Regions from separate parts of the Sus scrofa genome. Here region 2 is linked to region 1. Evidence: chromatin contacts called from public Hi-C data. All regions are on one chromosome and are shown on one strand. Each heading gives the region's core, a stretch centred on a gene start, on an enhancer-like site or on the middle of the called end of the contact. The rest is flanking DNA. Distances are from core to core; before and after follow the strand shown. Region 1 holds the start of ADAMTS9 (A disintegrin and metalloproteinase with thrombospondin motifs 9). Region 2 overlaps LOC106505633 (a long non-coding RNA gene).

Evidence for each region. A called contact is a pair of places that touch in the nucleus more often than the background predicts.
Region 2: a contact with region 1 is called in a Hi-C map of skeletal muscle, with 6 times the contacts expected there. The contact joins the enhancer-like site here to the promoter of ADAMTS9 in region 1. A contact is called at or near these places in 6 of 47 Hi-C or Micro-C datasets (heart right ventricle, retroperitoneal adipose tissue, skeletal muscle and 1 more) and 1 of 2 datasets of contacts at active chromatin or transcription factors (skeletal muscle).

What each region holds. Positions count from the first base shown.
Region 1 is chr13:46,207,652-46,211,416 of Sscrofa11.1, forward strand. It overlaps ADAMTS9 (A disintegrin and metalloproteinase with thrombospondin motifs 9), which reads right to left and starts at 1,587. Exons shown (of 40, transcript XM_003132298.6): 1 at 1-1,587. All of the region lies in intron 1 of LOC106505633 (a long non-coding RNA gene), which reads left to right. All of the region lies in intron 1 of LOC110256460 (a long non-coding RNA gene), which reads left to right.
Region 2 is chr13:46,412,067-46,415,831 of Sscrofa11.1, forward strand. All of the region lies in intron 3 of LOC106505633 (a long non-coding RNA gene), which reads left to right. Among named protein-coding and RNA genes, the nearest start is that of ADAMTS9, 200 kb to the left of the region's middle. Within about 2 kb of position 2,120, at least 11 of the 83 cell types and tissues checked have an H3K27ac peak or open chromatin away from gene starts, as enhancers often do. A contact at or near this core is called in skeletal muscle and subcutaneous adipose tissue, where this site is marked.

The DNA of each region.
Region 1 (3,765 bases), core at 337-2,836:
TTGACATCTAAACTGCGTGCACCTCTCTTGGTTTTATCGCCCTAAACCAAGAGTTTAGAGTTAGGGTTCTTATCTTGCAGTTCGGGTGTGTTTAAAATTCAGGGTCTCCCGAAAGTTTGGCAAAGCTTTAAAGCTGTTCTTTCCCCAATCTCTGTCCCCATTGCCATAGGGTCCTTAGCTTTCTGTAGGTCTCCGGCCCAAAAAAGGTTAAGAACCGCTTTGGAAAGCGAGAAGGGGCGGGGATTTCGGCGCCCCCGAGTGCCTCCGGGTTTAGAGATAGGCTCGGGGGTGTGGGTGGGGGTGCGAGGGGAGTGTCGTCTACTCCGAGGGGAAGCACCAGCGCCTGGAGGGATTTCTCAATCACTTCCGCTTGCTCTTTGCCTGAGAGATGCTGTGAGCAGCTCAAAGCTGACACTCCGTCTTGGGATGCAAATTTGGAAGTCAGAAATTATGCCAGAAAGGGAGGGATGTGGGATGTGTGTGCGTATGGGGGGTGGGGGTGGGGTTCTTTAATCCTGGATATTTCGAACAATTTCTGTAAAAAGTATTACTAATGAATATTTGCCCAAAATCCCAGAACTAGAGTTTTCTGTTGCTTAGCTGGCACTCGGGGTTGAAAATATCAAAGATTGCCAACACTGGGAACCAAATAGCAATATTTTATAAGTATCTACTACTGCAGAAACATTAATGCATATATTTCTCCTTTTGTAGAGGTAAGTGACTTGGTAGGACTAAAATTGCCTAAATAAGTTGTTAATCAATGTTGCCATCATCTAACTATATGATTGGAATTTATGATGGGTATACACCATATAAAGATGGCACAACAGAAATACCTGTCAAGTGTACAGCTAGCTTTTTAAAGGATAACGTTTAAAGCTGTTTCTTAAACCTTCAAAGTAGTTGACAAAAAGACATTTCTAATACACAATCTTTCTTTCCATTATGTAATAAAAATTCCTCAGTCACAGGGTCTGAGATTGGCTGAGAGTTTAGCAGAATAGAAAAGTATCAAGAAAGCAAACTATCAGCTGATTCCCATGGAAAATACTCTAGGACCTCCACTGTAAAGTTGCTTAAAAATGTAGCACCTTTCAATATTTCCCATTAGACAATTTCCCTCTTTTTCAATTTAAATCCCCCGATAGAGAATTTAACGCTGTAGGAATTATTATACGCAAGGCTAGACATATCCATTGTGTACTGTTTCTCCTTAGCTTTCTTTCTAGTACTTGGCATTAAAGGATGAACTTTGTTACCGTTCTTTAACATTGCTCCCCTAGAACTCAATCATTTCCACAGCTGAAAGGGATGAAAATACCTTATGGGAGTTCCCCTGTGGCTCAGTGGTTAATGAATCTGACTAGGAACCATGAAGTCAAGGATTCGATTCCTGGCTTTGCTCAGTGGGTTAAGGATCCGGCATTGCCGTGAGCTGTGGTGTAGGTCGCAAACATGGCTTGGTTCTGGCAGTGCTGTGGCTGTGGTGTGGGCTGGCGGCAACAGCTCCGATTGGACCCCTTGCCTGGGAACCTCCATGTGTGGAGGGTGCGGCCCTAGGAAAGACCAAAAAAAAAAAAAAAAAAAAAAAAAAAATGCAAAGTATCTCTTGTAGCCTGCTGAGTTGACCAGAGCTTAAGTTTTCAAATTTCTCATCCTCAGTGAGTAGGTTCATCATTTAAGTGATAATTAGCTTACCTTTTAATTTACATCCATAAACAAGTCTCAAGAATCTTAGGAAGATGTTTGAAATAACAAGAAATGAGTAGGACAAGTGAGCTAGCAAACTAAATAATTCAAGGCAAAGTCTTGTCTGAATAATAATGTTAATAATCAAATTTTATTGAGTGCATACCATGTGCTTAAACCATGTGCATTTAATTTGATTCTCACAGTGGCCCTATGAGACAGGCAGTACCTGTAATTTAATTTTACAGATAAGGATGTTGAGGTCTAAAAAGGTCTAAAAAGGCAATTTTATAAGGGTCCTCCAACTAGTAAGTGACAGACGTAATTTAAATTGTTTTGGCAGTTTAGTCCAAGTTCATAATTATATATAAGGAATAAATGATCAGAAGTGGTGCTAGGTTTTAGAGGGTGGTTTTGGTGAGAATCATTGAGAGAACTGCCTTGATTGTTTTTGTTACGTATACTTTTTCTTTAGCTCTCTATCTCCTTTTTCTAATGTTGAGTATTTTACAGTAATCATTTCAGTGACCTCAGTGATATTTCACGGTGTTTTCCTCAACATCTAGTACAGGTCTGGCTCACAGTAGGAGCTCAAGAAATTTCTTTTTTCTTTTTCTTTTCTTTTTTTTTAGGGCCGCATCTGTGGCATATGGAGGTTCCCAGGCTAAGGGTTGAATCAGAGCTACAGCTGCCAGCCTAGCCATAGCCACAGCAATGCCAGATCCAAGCTGCATCTGCACCCTACACCACAGCTCATGGCAAAGCCAGATCCTTAACCCACTGAGCAAGGCCAGGGGTCAAACCTGTGACCTCATGGCTCCTAGTCAGATTCTTTTCCACTGCGCTGTGAGAGGAACTCCAAGAAGTATTTATTGAATGAATGAATGGATATAAACCTACTTTGTTTCAATTGGGATGAAATGATGTATCACATTTATAATAATATAGTTAGAATAATCTATATTAAAATACATATATAAGTTAATAAATGATAAATAAACTTATACTTGATATCCTTTTTAAGGAATATTTGCCACCAAAGTTCAGGCTGGAAAGTCACTAAAATAACTGTTTAGAAAAGAATCACAATGATATTTTTTAGATTTTTGCTATATACATTGAGTTGTGTACAGATTAAAATATATGTGTACTGATTCTCAAAACAATCAATGAAATAGAAATTATGAAAGAAAAAATATATTTATATGCCATTTGAAAGGTGGTTCTATAAATAGGAATGTAAAATTACCTGAGTACAGGAGGGCAAAGTGGATTTTCTAATAATTGGTCTCTCACAAGAGCTTCCTCTGAAAGAAGAACAACTTGTTGAGGTCACCTGGAGTTAATGTAGGAGGGAAAGTTTTGAGCCCATTTTCTTCTCGAGGCTTTACTGGAATTGAATGTTATTGTAGGTTAAATGAGAAGCGTCTTTGGCTGCTGCTTCATGAAAACTGAATCCCAGAGGAATGACCATTGAGATTAGTCACTGGGGAGAGATAGTCTGGTCAATAGAAATACGAACAATGACATCACAAATGACTTTGCAGAACGCCAGTGAAAACAGCAGGAAGGAGATTTGAAGCAAAGCCATCTATTTCCACAGCAAGGGAAAACCCACACCCAAATGATAGGGAGAGACCAGGAGCCAGAATTAAAGTGAATAGTTTCCTGAGTGGTCAGCAGTGAGTAGTTTCAGCAATAGATAAGCCATGGTACTGGGTAGCATAGGATTCTGGTAAATGAAGCACCAAGCAGGAGGTAGCTGACCTCTGAGGCCTTGAACAGCGCCCTCAGTACCTCTCTGATCCAGTTTCATGTTTGCAGAGTGGAGGTGGGGAGACACTGTGTCATCTTTTACGTGACATGGGGGACATGATCTTAGTATATTTTTGAAAGCCTTCCAGTTACTGATTTCAAGCATAGCATAACAAAGTAGTTTATATCCTTAGTAATAATAACATGAGATTCTTTTCACTGAGTTCCTACTTTGTGCTAGTTATTTAATCCTCCTAGCAGTCCTGCCCTGTTCTACTCTCTACATTTTATGTACGTTGAAAAATACTCAGCCAAGTT
Region 2 (3,765 bases), core at 870-3,369, 200 kb after region 1:
CTAGTGTTCTCTAAGCAGGCAGATGGTGGATGGGCTGGAAGGTCAAGTGTGCCAGAGACAGAGATTTGGTCAGTTTTGTGGTCTACTGCCTCACAAACACCTGAAATGGTATCGTGCAAATAGCAGGCATGCAATAAATTGTTTTTAAATGCAAGAATGAACTTCAGGCAAAGGGCATAGCCTGTAAGGGCAGGGCACCTGGTTTGTACTGAGTCCCGTTGTCTGGTACATGGCCTCCCCTTCAGGTGCTGGAGACATTTTCCAGCTGCCTCCCACAGAGGCCTTTGCAGAAATCTTAACATGATTCTTAAACTTCCAGCTGTCCAGTGGCCACACCCTGTCCCTGGAGCCCTGGGAGTCAAGAGCCTTTATCTCTAACACACTCCTTTGGACAAGCCAGGCTTTGACCTCTGGGAGCTGCCCCAGGGTGTAAACAAAACAGAGATGGGAAATTTCCAAGGCAATTTATCTGCCAGTATTCTGCCAACTCCTTGGAAGTCACGGATTTTGTTTCTTGTCTCTAAGGCACCAGCTCAGTCTGGCTAAAGAAGGCTGAAGCTGGAGTTCCTGTGGTGGCTCAGGGGTTAATGAACCTAATGAATATCCTTGGGGCCTGGGGTTTGATCCCTGGCCTCGTTGGTGGGTTAAGGCTCTGGCATTGCCCTAAGCTTTGCAGATGTGGCGGCTCAGATGAGTTGCTGTGGCAAAAAAAAAAAAAAAAAAAAAAAAAAAAAAGAAGGTTGAAGTTCATGGAGCGGCACAGCCCAGGGAGAGAAAAGGGAAAGAAGAGCTATTGTTCTAGAGGTTGGTAAAAGGCATTCAGGCATCTGTGCTGAAGTCAGAAAGGCAGGTGGAGAGGGTGCAATTTTAAACCACCATCAATCAAAGGAGTTGAAAACGAGTCCCCTTCCCAACATGGAAAATCACAGTCAATATACCCAGCATAGAAACTTCTCTTATTTTCTAGGGGTGCTTATGGACACACAAGCCCACACAATGGAATGATAGCTGTAGCCTGCATTCTCATGTAATAGAGAATCAGGAACAATTTATATCACCATTAATTATCAACTACTCTATTTTTAAAACCTGCATTTTGTTTGAAGAAAACTGATGTATACCAATCGTCAGGATACATTTTCATTTAAATAGTTTTATTGTTTTCAAAAATATATGTTGTCATGTGGTGCTTCAGAGAATGGGCTTTAGTGTGGGTTATGGATTTCAGTCCCATTTTCTGGCACTTTCTGGGTGCAGAACCTTGGCCAAGGGACTTAATTATGTTGCTTCCTCAATAAAATGAAGATGATAATAGTACCTGCTTCATAGGTCTCTTGCAAAGAGCCATGGAGATGATTCACATGAAATATTTGGCATGGTACCCACCACGTAAGAAACCCTCCATATTCATAGCTATAACAATGAGTATAAAAATACAAACAATATAGAAAAATATAAAATTTTTAAATCCCCTGCAATCCTACCAGCTAGGATAATTGATGTTGATTGTGTCATATTATACCGGGGCTCCAATAAACATATACTGCAGGCATCTTTTCCTGCCAAGTAGCATTGTCCTGTAGTCAATATCCCTTTTTTATTTTTTCTTTTTTTATTGTTTTCTTTTTTTGCTTTTTAGGGCCACACCTGCGGCATATGGAGGTTACCAGGCTAGAGGTCAAACTGGAGCTATAGCTGCTGGCCTACACCACAGCCACAGCAATGCAGGATCCAAGCCGTGTCTGTGACCTATACCACAGCTCACAGCAACACCAGATCCTTAACCCGATGAGTGAGGCCAGGGATTGAACCCGAAACCTCATGGTTCCTAGTCGGATTCATTTCTGTTGCACCATGATGGGAACTCAAATATCCCCTTTTTAAATGACTGGAGAACATTACATGGTTATGAATATGGCAGGATATATTCTTGATAGAGAAGAAAAGAAAGTTCGGAAGAACACAAACCCTGGGTTACATGCCTGGCCAAATCTTCACGGCGTGTGTTTCATAACGTCAGCTAAGAAATCATCTCACCACAAACTCAGCTCTGCAGAGTCAGGAAGGATCTGCATACTGTGGCCCAGTTTCCTAGTTGGAGCGGACCTTGATTGTTCCAGGACATCACCCTTCACCTGCACACTCTGCAATCTGGCATTCAGGCTGATGAAAATGGGAAACAGTCATATTCCCCTGGTCGCTCCTGCTGATTCAGCGATCAGGGGCCCTGGGAGGGTTCATGGCTGTTTGGCCAAGCAGGCATTCAGGCTTCACTGAAAGTCACAGTCTCCTGGGGTCCAGATGGGGGGTGGGGGGGGGTTGTTTACACTGCATCCAGACCAAACATCTGGGGAAACTGTAACCCCTTTCGTTTTCCCCTGCTGCCTTGAAAGAAAATCTGATGTTATCACACAAAGAAGACATTTCTTTTTCTCATTCTCTGTTTCTTTCTCTCCTTTTTTTCCTCTTCTATGTTTTTCCTTCTTATTCCTTCCCCCTTCTTTTTTCTCTTCTCTGCTCCCTGCTTGCCTCTTTCTCCCCCTCTTTTCTGCTTTTTCCTTCTTTCCAACTTCTATAACAAAGTACTTTGGGAGAGAAAGTTTAAAAAGAAATAAATCTTTTATTTTCAGAACCAGAGGATTTTTTTTTTCCACAAAGATTTATGCGCAGCTGAAAGAACTGGAGAAATAAATGGGCCAAAAGCCTCTTTCTTATTCAGGACAAATGTCCATGGAAAGTACTAAAAGGGCTGAACTTCTTGGTGACCTTAGCAAATGTATTTTTGGAAAAAGTGGATTAGAGTTTGGTTTCTACCCTGTCCATGCCTCTCTGGTCCTCTGTTCCTGTTCTACCTGCTGTAGAGTTCACTCCTGCAATCAAAGGTCAGGAAGTGACACTGAAAACAGGAATGGCTAACCCCCAGTGGTATGTCATCTGGAATCTGACAACTATCACTTCTACAGTCTCTTAGGAGTCATTGGTCAACATACTGCATGAGATAAAGACTCACGGCCTGCAACTACAGCCCTCTCATTTTAATCCCTATTTATTTACTAGGAAGGCAACATGGAGTGGTAGTTAAAAGCACTAATTCCACCTCTGCTATTTACATACTGTGTATCTTCAAGACTATGACAACCTCTCCAACCCTATTCCCCCATCTCTGTAAAGAGGAATAACCATGGCACCCATTTGACAAGGCTGTGTGTTCAGAGGCTCAGCATGGCATTTTGCTCAGGGAATTTACAGCCACTGGTGGTTATTATGGATAATTAAGTTAGTTGTGATCCCTGACTCATCAAATTATCTTCTAGCCCACACTTTCCATGTGGACAAACACACATCTGTCTATCAAATGCTCTTGTTGGAATCAAAGAACATGATACCTGGACTACTTTATTGATTAATCAAAAACAAACCCCTGAAAGAGGAGATGAAGTTACCTCTGTATGATTAGAACTTCTGCAGACTCTCACCTGTCACTGGCTAAGCTGTCCTTCCTGAATGTTTTTAAAGTGTGTATTTAATAATGGGGTTCCAAATGCTTTATCCATTACCTTCTACTTTTTAGAATCCACATATTTCTCATTTTTGAAAACTGGAATAACATATTCCTGTATCCAATTGCCTGGCCTTACTCCCAGTCTCTGATTTCACTAAGATTGCTGACAGTGGTTTTGTAATCACATCTGCAAGTCTTTTCTATACTTTAGAATTTAATCCAACTTGAATTCAGTAAGTGTCTGGTTCCCCTTTTGTTATCTC